2 separate regions of the Bombyx mori genome follow, and region 2 is linked to region 1. Evidence: chromatin contacts called from public Hi-C data. All regions are on one chromosome and are shown on one strand. The core of a region is the stretch at or near the end of the contact, and the rest is flanking DNA. Distances in the headings are between cores, read along the strand shown. Region 1 holds the start of LOC101744562 (fasciculation and elongation protein zeta-2). Region 2 overlaps LOC101744562 (fasciculation and elongation protein zeta-2).

Region 1 (7,617 bases), core at 1,599-4,098:
GGGCGATGTGTCTAAGAAGTGACGAAAATGAAACTATTTGGCTGATTATTTATTATTGCCATAGAATTATGCTAAGTTTTTGTTATTTTTGAAAACATTTTAAGCATATCCTTAAGATGCTAATATAAGTTGATTTTGTTTCAATACCTGGTTGTTTTATTTCTGACTGATTATGTTGTGTGAAGTACAGGAACACTTTCTGTCAACATATTATTATGACCAAAGAACTTGAATATTTCTCATATTTATGTTTAAATTGTAATTTAAATAGCATATTTAGCTAGTTAATTACATGTTCTTTGATACCAGAGTAAATTTAAGCAATTTCATTTAATCCCAAAATTATATTTCCTGATCGTCACGGGGTCAATTTTTCTGAAAATCACCCAGTTATTGTAAAGCTTATTATTTATTTGTAAGAGCTAATTAGAACCCGACATGTTATCATTAAATTATAAATTTAAATTATAAATACATATAAATTATAAATTTCATTGAAAAACACATACCTCCATGACATACTCTTGGAAAAATATTGATCCAAAATTAACATCTAACCATTTAGAACTCTACTCACTCAAAAGAAATGTTTGGTAGACACGAGAACAATTATAGTGGACAATGAGTCAATTAGTAGACAAAAATGAACAAGGTTGTCTTTTTTTTTCATATTATTTTAAGCGAAGGCATAGTAGGTACTACAATAATAATAACGTAACTAATATTAATAAACTCAATAAATGTCTCAAACGACACTGTCGAAAAAAAATATAATTAATACTTTACCATTCATATTTATCTTAATCATATTATATACAAATCATAATTGGTCGAAAAATGGCGTAACAAGTAATATTTATTATAAACATGGAATGAGCGGAAGAATAGTAGAAACGTCTCGATATTCGTGCGCCCGTACTTGAAAGACGGAAATTATAAGCTGTGTTGATGACACTTTTTAGTTTCAATTTGAAAGGATTCTTCATGTACATATTAGCTTCTGGATGACATCAAATGTATTTCCTTGTTTTACTATAATTAAACTACAACGCGACCGAAATCGTGGGAGCTCATCCAATCTTATCGTATTACACGGAAATATTTTGATTAATAACTTATTCGAATTAGGACAGGATAGCATAGGAATAGATAAAAGGAAGATCTTCCATCAGGTTTCTTTGCACAGCAGGCTTATAAATATTGATATTTGAGCCTAATATTTTTATGCTTATCTTATAAAAGTGATTGACGCGATTCAAGTTTTCGGGATTCTTCCATTATATGAAAGTTATCGCTATAGCAGATCATTGTAACTTTAAAATTTAAGGATCATTATCCAACTATTTTTTATTGCGTTATATCAATACCAAGATGGCTCACAGCCCACTTGCTAATAAGTGATTACCGGAGCCCACATACAAAACGTGAGAGTGCATTACCTACGTTATATTAAACATACAATAATTTATACATAATGACTAGCAGGTGGTTTAACAACACTATTGCACATTACACACACACACAAACCTAAGCACATGTACTCCGTCCCAAATATGAAACGGCTAATAAGCTACGACTATTTATTTACGTTTATGTCCAAGAAACCCTAATTTCTTTATTGCTTAAATGGATAGACTAGCTTACGGCACTGGAGCCCATAGACATCAACCACGTTCATACCGCCACACACCGGGAGACATGAGTTCTAAGCTCTCAGTTTTTACAGTACAACAGCTGCCCCACCCTTCAAACCGAAACGCATTACTGCTTCACGACAGAAATAGGCAGAGTGGTATTTACTATCGTTGCCGCCGCTGATTACTCCCCGAATCCTGATCACGCAGGAGCAAGTCACCGTCGTCGCCCTAGACACGTCCTTACGGATCCATCAGATCCAATAATTCTTGCATTAGATACCTTCAGCTCTAACACTAGGAGCAAGCTGAGGAACCCCGGTAACCGTACTCGTCGAACTTGACAAAGAGGTCGACGTGCAACCTAACCCATGCATCAGCCCGCTGAGTTTCTCGCCGGATCTTCTCAGTGAGTCGCGATTCCGATCCGGTAGTAGATTCATTCGCGAAGCAATTGCTCTTGAGTTGTTAGGTCTCCTTCGGAGGGGCTCGGGCAGTTGTTAGCAAATCCCACCCCTCCTGGCTGAGCCTTTGCTCGCCCACCTGTCCCGGTGAAGCTGGAAAGGCCTCCGGGCCACCAGTAATCTTTCAATCATAAAAAAAGTGGTATTTACCCGTGCGGACTCCCAAGACGTCCTATCGCCAGTACAAACAAACTAAACCAATTCACATCAAGTTAGGTACTATACTTTCCCGCCAAAATGTCCGAGTGAACCCTGCAAGCTATCGGAAACTTGACAAATCATTCGTCCTTTTCTAACGCCTACCCTTGATAGAGATGGACAAATATACTTAACCGGCACGGATCAAGTGACAAGAAACGCGCTACACAAAATCCACAATGCCATCACTGCGATAACTAAAATATGTTTATAGGTAAATTAATACGAGGGCAGTCACGAACCAGTGACCTCAGCTGACAACAAAATAACGATGGTAGTTAATAATCATCAAATTAGAACAACAAGAGTAAGAGACTTAGTCCAATCTAAGAAATAAGGTTTGTAATTTCATTTGAAAAATTAAATAGATATTGTTTACTAAAGCAAATGCCGCGTATATGAATTATGACGAAGAATTTCGTAATTATTGGCGGTAGGGCGTAATGTAAGCCCGCAGGAGTAGGTAACCAGCCTGTCTGCTTTTGACGCGATACAGTATTGTATTCTGATTTGAAGAAAGAAGTAGCTTCTATACATTATAATGACACATTGGCTTCGGTAAACATTTAAACGACTAGTATTTTATGAGCTCATTTAGTCATAAAATTAGAAAAAAAATCGCTATCATAATGGCATGTATTTGAAGTCTCCACCTAAAACTAATGAGTTGAAAAAAATTTTATAAAAACAAGATGAGTTTTTCGAACATAAACTCACTAATGACGTAATCATACCGTTGCTGCATGGGATCCTGACCGTTGACGGCATTATTTAGTGATCATCAAATTTTAGTTTTAGATCAAACAACAATAATCAGACGGCATATTGAGTGTCCAACTTTACCAATCGTTTAACGTGTCGCTCTTTCACCGCGCAACTCAATCCGTCAAGACGGACGACAGACGTCAGTTTCTGGTTGTACTCGGCACGGCGAGTCGGTACTTCGGCAGCACTCGGCTTAGTCAGTGTTCGCGCGTTCGCCTGCGCGTTAAGACGTACGGTCATGAGAGAATCGGGTGGCAGGATGGCAGAGCTCGAATTCGAAGCGCCGCTGGCGCAAATAGAAGAAGCGGACGATTGCCTCTCGACAACCGACTTTCCCCAGAAGACGATCAACGGCAATGACATCCTTAACAACATTAACAATCTGAAATGTGAAATGATCAAAACTAAAACTGATTCCAACAAAATAAATGACAACGAAGAACCTAGACTGGTGAAGTGTAAACAGGACAACATGCAGAACGGCGAAGGGGATAATTTCACTGAGACTTTCTCCGGTTCTCTTGAAGATTTGGTGAACACCTTCGATGAGAAAATCACGAAATGTTTCGGAAACTATGAGGAGAACGTCGAGAAGCTGGCGCCAGTGCAGGTTCGCTCGCAGGAGGAAATCATGAACGAATGCCAGTGAGTCCAACAATAATTATCCTAATTCGAAAAACATTCACTACAAACTATGATGTCATCATTGTAGTAATTTTAATGTTATATTCGCTTATTAAGAAAAAACTATTTCTGAGTGATCTGATATGGTGATAAACATATTTATATTATAAACATATTTGTTGTAAACGTATTTTTTACATTTGTTAAGTCAATGAAGAAATCCAAAGACATAAACAAATAGGGGCGGGCTTTGCGCATGACATTCGTACTGGCGAGATCGATCGATGCCAGTCCAAGGGTGTGTAGGGGTGCGTGGCTGAGGGTGGCGATGACGCATCGCAAACCTACCGCTCGAACTCTGACCCACCCTCTTTGTATCCAACTGGGTAAATGGCATACAAGTTACGACGACGTCTACGATTATCTCGCGCCCTCGATCTAATTACCCAAATTTCCTGTATACCTACTCAGAAAATGAAACACCTAATTAAACCTCGTTTATACTATGATATTTAGTCCGTTAGTACAAACATTCGACTTTGAACACATTGTTTTAAATACTAAATTTTCCTTTTTATTGATTCTTCGCAGAATTTTTATTTGAATTCATAAAAACCAGTTTTATAATGTACGATTGGCATACATCACGAAATTTGAGATCAGAAGTGAATTGCAAAAAGAAACTTAACTTTACATTGTTTCATTTGATATTCTCATAACTTAATAAGTAAAGCGCGTTCTCATCTGGACCTATTGTATTCAGAGCGAAAGTTCTTGATGCGATTTCATACTTTTATTTATAAAACCGATGGCTTACAATGCTTTTGAAACAGCGTTTCTAATGCTGTCATCATATTTTTACCACTCATCATTATTATTTACGATTACCGAAATATTAACTAAACATTGTCAAACAATTATTTTATACAGTAAGAAATTACTCGTATCGGGATTTAATAATTTTAATTTTTATTGTCTCTCATCGATCTGTTTTCAACTAAAAATGAGCTATTCTTTTGGATGATTTTCGATTGAATAACAGTACAACATACCTACTTATCATATTGTAAACATCAGATAGCTCTGCATGTGTCAAACGCAAAGTTTTGGAGACGATCCAGATGACCTATATGCAACCAAGCTGGAGAACGTTAAATTTAAAGGGAGATTCGCTAACAGCTATGAGGGTGTGGTAGTGTTTTGTAATTCACAGCTCCAAAATGAATTAGTGCACGATTAACCTATTTTCCGAAACGGATACCGAATTTCGGATATAATAAACAAATTTTCATAACTTCGAACGGATGAAATAAATTTGTTTTGTGTTAACGAAAATTTGAAAATAATGTATATACATTTAATTTTATATATCAATTTTTTTTCCTAGCTAAGCTGATAGCCTTGAGAGGCTATATCAGCGTCGCCTTAACTAGTAGGTGAGCTCACGGGGCTCAAACCTGCTGACGTTGCTAACACAAACCCTAGCAAGAGCCGTGCTTCGCAGAATCTACCACCGGATCGGAAACGCGACCCACTGAGAAGATCCAGCGAGAAACTCAGTGGGCTGTGTCTGAGGGTTAATTTACTCATCGAGCCCTTCGTCGCAAGCGACGGGTTCGACGAGAACGATGACCGGTGTATCCTGTATCAGAAACATTAATACTATGTCATTCTCTAAAATTCAAAATCTAATTAACGGTATATCTTTGATATTCTTGTTAAATAAACGCTAAGATTAAGACTGAGTACATCTAGCAGGATAATCTAATACAAAGTAAATAAGAATAGTGCCCAAGTAAAGGATTTGTCGATATCTCTGTTGAATTTTTTTATTTGAAGCACCTGCAGAAATCAATGCGAAATATAATACATCCTACGACAGGTGCTCCATTGATCGTTCAGTGAATCAGTACAAGCAGATGTTGTACACCCACCTTGCTTTGAATCACCTTGCCGAATATTAAACGACAGACATGTGGTTTTGTTTGTTTGATTATTTGTTCCTTGACATAAATAATATATTTTTTTTAAATATAGCCAGGCATTCCAGCTTCAGATAAAATCTTCTATTGTATACGGTAATGCGCGAGCGCTATGACACGGCGATCTTCAAACTTTTTTTGCCTACCTATCCTGGTAATATCGAGGGATTATACCAGGTTCACAGAGCGCGTAGGCGAGCTCACGAGGCTCAGCCTAGCGAAACCCCTCGGAACTAGGTTTGAGATGAGTCCTCAGTAAGCAGTGGCTTGGTTGGGCCCCTGACATTGCCGAAGTCATGAGCGACAGTAACCACTCTCCAACAGATAGTCCGTATGCTCTGCTATATACAATATCAATGAGAATAGGCAATTTACTTTATTTACGTTCACTAGCTTATTAATCGACTTAAATGTTATCAATAAATGTTTTCAATATAACATTGATTATCCACTCTGAAAATTAAATGTGACAACAAAACAAATATAAAATCTAATGGGTTGTACATAAACAAATAAAATCTTAAGATGTCTGTGATTATGACCCAATGTCTACAACTGAACTAACATTAGTTTAATGTAATAACGCTTAAAATATTTAAAATAAAATGAATGAAATTGATAAGTTCAAGGTCCAATAATAATCTACGATCAAATTATTTGTACAATATTTTTTTATTCCTTATATGTGTGAACGAGTTCACAGCCCACCTGGTGTTAAGTGGTTACTGGAGCCCATAGACATCTACAACGTAAATGCGCCACCCACCTTGAGATATAAGTTCTAAGGTCTCAAGTATAGTTACAACGGCTGCCCCACCCTTCAAACTGAAACGCATTACTGCTTCACGGCAGAAATAGGCAGGGTGATGGTACCCACCCGCGCGGACTCACAAGAGATCCTACCACCAGTAATGAAAAATTTTATATGCCCGATACAAAAAAAAATGCAATTAGTTGCGTCCTTAAGATCCAATACATTTATCTATTTTCGAACTTCTTATTCCCAAAAGTAGTGTGGTATAAAAAAATATTGCAAACCCGCACAGCTGGGTACCTGTATCGACCGAAAAGCTTTGATCTCTATTTTTTCCATTAGGTAGCCGTAGGACAGTCCTCGTAATAAACCAAACGAGACTTAATCTAAAAACTCAGTCATCTCGGTATTAACATTACGGTGTATTTTTAATAATTATTTGTATTTACTCTGTTAACTACGTAATTAAACCAAAAATAACCTAATCTGTAACGTAGTAAAAGTAGCGTAATATAATTTACAGTTCATTTACAGCTTGAAATAAAATAATAAAATAATTACAATCGATTTATCGCCTGAAACTACTTAATCTGGCCATAAATACTGTTACAATTAAAAATAAACAAAATATTACATTTGAATTTGGAATCTGTCATTTCTATATGATTGCTCATTGAGTTTCTCATTTTGGCGCCAATACATTGCGATATTAAAATGGAGTGGGGTGATAAAAAGAACCGAATCGCTGTGATTGCATTACACAAAGTAGGTATGGAGCCAAATGCAATTTTGAAAACTCCATACGCTTGGTATTAGTAAAATGTTTGTGTACCGAGCTATTGTATTATGTGTATGTTATGAAGTATTAAACTAACACATTGTAAAAGTAATAAATGTTATTTGCAATAGATTTTTTTTTCCTTTATCTCAGTATTTATGGCAAGACTAGGTATATATCCGAATATTTCCTGATGAAGAAAAAATATACCGAATAAAAATGGAAGGGCAAAATACGAATCGAATCGATTCCGTATTCACAACAATCTCACTTTTCGCAATAGAAACTCTCACGTAAGTTAAAAACCATAACTAACAACCCACAACACATTTTAATCTCTGCAACCGTATTTTATATTCTACGTGTGTCTTGCCATTTGCATCAGTGGCGGCACACGACGCACGTCCGTCTGTATATC
Region 2 (7,755 bases), core at 4,997-7,496, 35 kb after region 1:
GAATAGATTAAATAGTTATTGTTTGTCTTTATTAATATTTGTCTAAAGTGTAGTCTTGGCGAAATCTGTGATTATAGAAGTATAATAAGTCTTCGACAATAGAATCATAATAGTGTACAAACTTATAATTTCAATTATTTATAGTCGAAATTCGACTACCGGGGGTCCACTAGTTAAATTAATTATCCCTTCGTTAGCTTTTTCATTTTCCTCTGTAACCACCTTAAAAAAAGGAGATTTAACTGTTTTTCTTGATGATTCTTTTTTATTTGATAGCTGGTGCTTTTCATGAGGTCCCATTTAATTATATTCATTATATTATTTTGAAGACGTCCATAATACTAAAACAAATGATGTACTGACTATTGTATATAATAGTGATTATAACTGACTATTACGGTCTATTACTGATTAATACTGACTATTATATATTATGTATAATAGTGAGCCCCAGAACAAGTTTTTATGTACAATAACAGAAACAATGACGCAACGATTTCGTGCCTTACAATTTAAACGAATCATCGGTTGTTAATAATAGCGTGAAACAGATACGAGATACGTATCTATAATGCTGCAACAATTAAGATTATCTCGAGTCAATCTTGTGGTTGAGTGGACGATGTGTGCACGATGTCGGATCCCGTTAGTTTTCAGATGCTGTGATGTTTGTTACGAGAACAGTTTTTAAGATATCACGAATTAAATTCGCCATATATTTCTTTATTGTTTCGAACATAGTATAACAAGTAAACAAATATATAAGAATAAAAAACTCTAAATTAGACTAACTACTAACTAACCTAATCTAATTTAGAGTACTAATATATGTACTTTTTTCAAGATTTATAAATTTGGAAAAACGAATCCACATGTATAAATGCGTTCATTGGAGTTACTAGTGGAAGGACGTCTGGTAAGTCCGCGCTCTGTGGTCCGCGCGGATAGCTCCCACCGCTCTGCTTTTTTCAACGGTGCTTTTAGTTTAAAGGGTAAGGCAACCGTTGCACTGTAAACACTTAGAACTCATGTCTCAAGGTCGGTGGTGACATTATGTTTTTGATGTCTACGGGCTGCGATAACCATTTAACACCGGGTGTGTCGTGACCTCACTCACTTTTTGACGCAATTAAAAAGATATTTTACAATGTAGCAAACGACTCAATATTTTATCTCGGTTAACGTCTAGGTAATATATAGCCGGATAAAAATATTCTGTGACTACATTTCCTGGATATAACGGTGATTCAAACGACGGCTTGCAGAGAAGCCGAGGCGCCAATTGGACGGGGTTACTGGGGTAAACCGGAGTTGCGGTTCTCCGCGGATCAATAAAGCCTCTCCGATCCGCTCCACCCCGGGTTAATGCACTTTACAACATACATTGCTATCTAGAAACCCAACTCGATTCCGTAATGGAAAATTGAACTACAGCGACGACAAATTATGTACACTAGCGGTCCCACGGTAGTCGAAATTCGACTATAATTAATTGAAATGATAAGTTTGAACATTATTATGCTTCTATTGTCAATGACTATTTATTATACTTCATTAATCACAGATTTCGCCAAGACTACAATATAGACAAGTAATATTAATGATAAACAATATTAACCTATTCTCAATTTGACCACAGACTATAAGCAATAACAAAAGTTTGACATAAACAAAGAGTATTTAAATGTGTGTGTGTGTCAAATAAATAGTAGTGTGTGTAACGTTTTTTTTATTGATTTAATGTACATATATATTATTAGTGCATAATTTAAACAAATTCACTATATTCTCTATAAATGTGGGAAATTTCATACTCCTTCGTCCGCGCAATTTTCGTAAAAAGGGGTACAAAGTATTTGCTTCACGTATTAATATATAGATTATATATTCTAATAAAGATAAATAACCATGACAACCCTTTATATATTTCTTTATTAAATTTCGCGTTTTTTGTTGTGTCATTATATTATTTTTGACGTTTCGAATATTTAAATAGACACGGTCGATTGTCGACCACATAATAATATCTATGTGTAAGTACGACTATTTTTTAATGTGAATGTGAAAATACTATTTGTTTAATTTTTTCATTGCATTAATGGGTGACTTGAAATTCATTCGCAATTAAATGGTTACTGAACCTTAAAACATAAGGCCATAGTATGTATATATAGTAGTATATATAGTATATATAGTATCAATTGTACATAGTATATATAGTATCAATTGTTATAAACCGGGAACGCCTATGGGCTTCGCGGCAAAAATAATGAGCCGCTTACATTACGCCCATAATATCAACACTGTGCGCCGAAGTAGCTAAATAAAACGTTAATCTATACTAATATTATAAAGAGGAAAGGTTTGTTTGTTTGTTTGTATTAAATAGACTCCGAAAGTACAGAACCGATTTGAAACTGCTTAAAAGCTACACTATTCCTGAGTGACATAAGTTATAATATTTTTTGAAAAAAATTAGGGATCCTTACTAAAACTCCAATAATGTAACCCAAGCTGTAAAAAAATTACCTAAAATATTTTTTACATCGCGTGCCCTGCGAAAACCATTGATGTACTATAAAATAATAAATAATGTACTACTATATGTACTACGATAAAATAATGTACTACGTCTTTGTAGAACACATTATTATTTACAAAAAGTGTTGCGACAGCATATGTCTAACTATTATAGTTACGCCGCAATAAGTGTTCTTTCATTTAAAAAAATAAAACAACGTCAAGTATCGTTGAATTTTTTATTAAGGACCCGGGCGAAGCCGGAGCCCTTGTGGAAAATAATTCTTCACAGTCTCGTCACAGTGTACAATGTACATAAATTCAAGTTTTATTTTTTTTCTTTTCTCCGCCATAAATACTTAAACGTGCACGCTAATTGCTCAATTGATACTTGCGAAAGACAAAACGGACAAAACAAAGTTCACCCACCAGACGAACTTGATTATCGCTCGCTCTGTTGAACTGCGAATCACTTAATTAAAGCGATCATTGAAACAATTTGGCGCGTTGCGATTGCATAAACTCCTTAATAATACAACATCAATTTATAAATGCTATTTATTATAGTTTTTAAGATAACTTCGTTTTCTTCAGCATTCGCCAGTCGTAGATATAAATAACACTGCTTTTATGAAGACTCCGCCCGCGACTTAATAATAATAATAAAAAAAGAATCTTCTGAGTCCGTCTCAACAAAATTATCGTGTGCTGACGTGATTAAAATCCATTATTTATATATTTAAACATGCATTAAGCATTATTATCAGTCTCTACTTCCAATACAGTTACAATCAGGCCAAATTATAGTGTATAATTTATGTCCGACTGTTTGTTTATTAATATAGCTACATATATATTATGTATATCTAATCCTAATCTGTTTTAATACACACAAATCACAAAGCCCTTTTTTGTTTTGTACGATATGGAAAAACTAAGTACAATAGTTTAGCGCGTGTCCCAAGTGAAACCGAAAAAAAAAACTATAGTTAGTTGGAATCAAATTCCGAAATCAATTTGATGCAATTTGCACGTAGGTACTCTCAATGTAAATAAGGTAAACAGCGTAATAATAATAGTTACATAACCTCAATATTGTATTGTTATAATATTAAAACGTAACTGTAATAATATAAATAATTTTGTTATCGTTCTGAGAAATAAGAATACATGCTGTGTTGGTTTTAAGACGGTATGTCGTCATCGGTTATTTGATCCAAATTGTAGTGCACATAGGTATAGTTCACAGAAATTTACATACATACTTCCAACATTATACGTTACATAGAATATAATGCTGACATTGCTTACTGTATACACAAATCCTAATAAAGCCGGCCATTGTAAACAAAAACTGTATTTCTTTTTCGTACGCTAGACTTTTCAAAATTGAATAAATCGATTAACTATTTTTTTTAAGACGGAGTGAAAGTTCCTTGTTCAAAATAAATCCAAAAATTTATGGCCAGTATTGGAAATCTGAATTAAACATGGTCGGTAATAGAATTTAATACCCGACGAGATGTATCTTAAGTTTATGTCATGTTTATTACAGTAATTATTCCTCAAACATAATTAAAAAAAAAGAATTATGAATATATATAATTCACGATTTTATTGTCTCATATACTGGAGGTAGGTAGGTCAGTAGTACGTACCTACCACCGTCTTGTCTATCTCTATTTAGTACAGAAACCGTTATTACAGAAACAATTAGTAGACCTCACCAATAGACTCTCATAACCACTTAACAACACTTGAACAGTGAGCTCATCTGCCCAAACACAGCAAAAGATGTAAAGTATTTTGGAAATTTAAAATGAAACCAAAAGTGTCTTTAACCAGTTCGCCGATCAGACAATCTGTATCCATTTCATTATTTTTTTTTATATTCTTCGACCATAAAATACCCAAAAAATCTGAGCTTAACGTGTGATCTCTTCAGATTTTTTATCCTGCTCTCTCCTTTATAGTATGCGTGAAAAGGACAGCAAAGTCTTAGCATACAGAGATTCGATGCTCGGAACGCACTTCCAAGAAACTTCCAAACTGGATTTTGGACCTTGAAGCTTCATTAGCGGACCATAAAAGGAGACGTAGCGGCTAACACAAAGCCGAATCGTAAACCTGATAAATGGTTAAAGATTCTAACGGTACTCGGATATGTGTAGGACTTAATCTATAGTCCGTTTGCTTGACGCTCACGATTATCATAAAAATTAAAATATGTTAATTCTTTAACTTAAAATATAAGATTCAAAATAATCTGCTGTATATAATCTCTGGCACTTACTGTATTCTCCATCCGGTTGAGTGGTTCTTATCGAATAGAACTGAAGTTTTTATTTATTCGAAACAGTCGGCGATGTGCCCGTAATTTTAAGACGTACGTAATGAACATAAAAATATATATGTATATATTATTATAGCTTAGATGGGTGGACGAGCTCACAGCCCACCTGGTATTAAGGGGTTACCGGAGCCCATAGACATGCACAACGTAAATGCGCCACCCACCTTGAGATATAAGTTCTAAGGTCTCAGTATAGTTACAACGGCTGCCCCACCTTTCAAACCGAAACGCATTACTGCTTCACGGCAGAAATAGGCAGGACGGTGGTACCTATCCGTGCGGACTCACAAGAGGTCCTACCACCAGTAGACATATATAAAAGTATATCCTACTGTTTTAACCCTTTGAGTGCGAAACTTCGATATATCGACTCTATTAATGCCTATAAAGTGCTGAGCGTCGGAATACCGACTATGGCGCAGTTTGATTATAGGCATTAAGTATCGACCTGCATGGACGTGTCTTAAGGCGCGCATTTAGTATAACGTTTTTAATAATATGTTAATAACACTTATAAATAACCATTTAAAATTATTTTACTGTGAATTTAGCATCGATTTTGTATTTTTGGACATGTCCTTAGAGCGCGTTTTCAATAAGTTAATAACATTTTTATAAAATGCATAACCATTTTAAATTATTTTGCTGACAAATTAGCATAGATTTTTGTATTTTTTTAAGTTCATGGTTGTTTTTGAGGTAATGCTTTTTTCAAAATTCCTTTAGCACTTTCTGAAAATTATGTGAAAACAAGCTCAGCACTAAAAGGGTTAATAATGCTCACGACTCGCATTAACCTTGTCGGGGCAATGATGTTCAGACGGTTGTCCCTCAAAACCCAGGAAGTACCATTGAAATTGTACACTTTAAACAAAAATCGACCCAAAACCTTTTCTTTTTTTTAATTGCTCTGATGGGTGGACGAGCTCACAACCTACCTGGTGTTAAATGGTTAGTGGAGCCCATAGATATCTATTACGTCAATGCGCCAACCACCTCGAGATATAAGTTCTAAGGTCTCAAGTATAGTTACAACGGCTGCCCCACCCCTCAAACCGAAACGCATTACTGCTTCACGGCAGAAACAGGCATGGTGGTGGTACCTACCCGCGCGGACTCACAAGAGGTCCTACCACCAGTTAAAACCTGAATTCTTGATGCCAATATTTTATGTTGGTAATTCAGTATGAATTAAATATGTAAATGTAAAAATTCTATGTTGTATTTTACAGCTGATACAATAATACACGAATACACGCGATATGATTTGACCTATTATCAGCAGGGGTCAACGCGAATATCCCACCCACCTTCAATGTCGAGACAATTACGATAAAATTAATTGCTATTTACTTAAATGTTTGTCACGGCTGAAGTTAGCTTATCATGCATGTGTAGTGAGGTTGCAATGTTAATATGAAGTAAGAGACAGTCGCACATAACTCGTCAACCTATATAATCGCATTATATATTGTATAAGAACCTCGTAATTCAGTGCTGAGCAAGTGTACCGTATCTAATAATAAATAAATAGAGTATATCTTAACTTATCTTTGTCTGAACTTACTCTGTCTGACATCTATCTATCTTCTATCTTCTTCTTCTATATATATAAAAATGAATTGTTGTTCGTTAGTCTCGCTAAAAGTCGAGAACGGCTGGACCGATTTGGCTAATTTTGGTCTTGAACAATTTGTGGAAGTCCAGAGAAGGTTTAAAACTTACAATAAATATGAAAATTCTCGGTATTAAATAAAAATAACAATTTTCTTTTTCCTTTGATGTGTCCTCCGTCGGACGGATTCCTCTTGTTTGATTTAAATTTATTTTATACAAAAGTTTAGGTATTTTATTTATCCATTGGGGCACTACGAAGTTTTCCGGGTCAGCTAGTACAAAATAATAATTACCAAAAGCACAACTAACACGCTAAAATGTTAATAAATGAAATACGTTACAGATTTATAAAAAAAAAAATACAATGGTCGTAATTACGAACTATCCATAATACCGATATCCATTACTATTTACGATGTATCGTATCTTCCTACATACATTGTGGCTTCCAATTGCTCGACTCCCCGTTAGGAGGAAATGATGAAGGGATGGTCTTCCACAGAGCGCGTGAAATTACTCGGTATACCAACGCTACAACGGTACGAATTGTTCGGAACTTGTACATATAAATAATAATAATAAATAAATAAAAATCTGGGAACAACGCACGGTCATCCGACCCCAAATTAGAATTCCCTGTGTTATGGGTATCAAAGACCGACAACCACACTTATATAGGTTTAAATATATAAATAATAAACACCCAGACAAAGAGCAAACAAACATGTTCATCAGACGAATGTTTGCCCGATGTGGGAATCGAACCCATGACCCTCGGCGCAATGGTCAAGGGCACTAACCACTACACCACAGAATCAATCAAAATTAATTTTGAAAATGTTTTTAGCGCGATTCAAGCTTCTGTCAAATATATATTATGTTCTATGACAGTTAATGCTACACCCAACTAATCGCGTCTGCAGTGTAATAAAGCAATATATTCTTCCAGTCACTTCCCCGGGGGCACCCATTCACTGTGAAATGTCAACTATTTAGAAAATGTCAGAGCCTCGGTAGATTTATAATCTAAACGTTCGCTGGCTCTTGGCTTTCTATAAGTTAATTTATGACCATTTTGGTCATCCGAGCCGTCTTTTACTTATATAATTGTGGTCAACAAATTTATGATCGCTGCTTTATTTAAAATCACTATTGTGATGTTTCTTTGTCGTCAATAAAAACTAATAAATAAAAATGTTTAGTGCAGAGATGATTATAGTTCTGTAGTAAAACATATAATAACATATTTTATTCGTCTTAAAAAG

What was found. A called contact is a pair of places that touch in the nucleus more often than the background predicts.
Region 2: a Hi-C map of whole pupa shows a contact between it and region 1, with 2.7 times the contacts expected there. The contact joins the enhancer-like site here to the promoter of LOC101744562 in region 1. A contact is called at or near these places in 5 of 7 Hi-C or Micro-C datasets (middle silk gland, midgut and whole pupa).

The regions. Positions count from the first base shown.
Region 1 is chr18:10,991,303-10,998,919 of ASM3026992v2, forward strand. LOC101744562 (fasciculation and elongation protein zeta-2) reads left to right here and starts at 2,849. Exons shown (of 7, transcript XM_004928271.4): 1 at 2,849-3,706. The coding sequence starts at 3,300.
Region 2 is chr18:11,023,360-11,031,114 of ASM3026992v2, forward strand. All of the region lies in intron 1 of LOC101744562 (fasciculation and elongation protein zeta-2), which reads left to right. Among protein-coding and RNA genes, the nearest start is that of LOC101744562, 33 kb to the left of the region's middle. Within about 2 kb of position 6,247, at least 2 of the 8 cell types and tissues checked have open chromatin away from gene starts, as enhancers often do.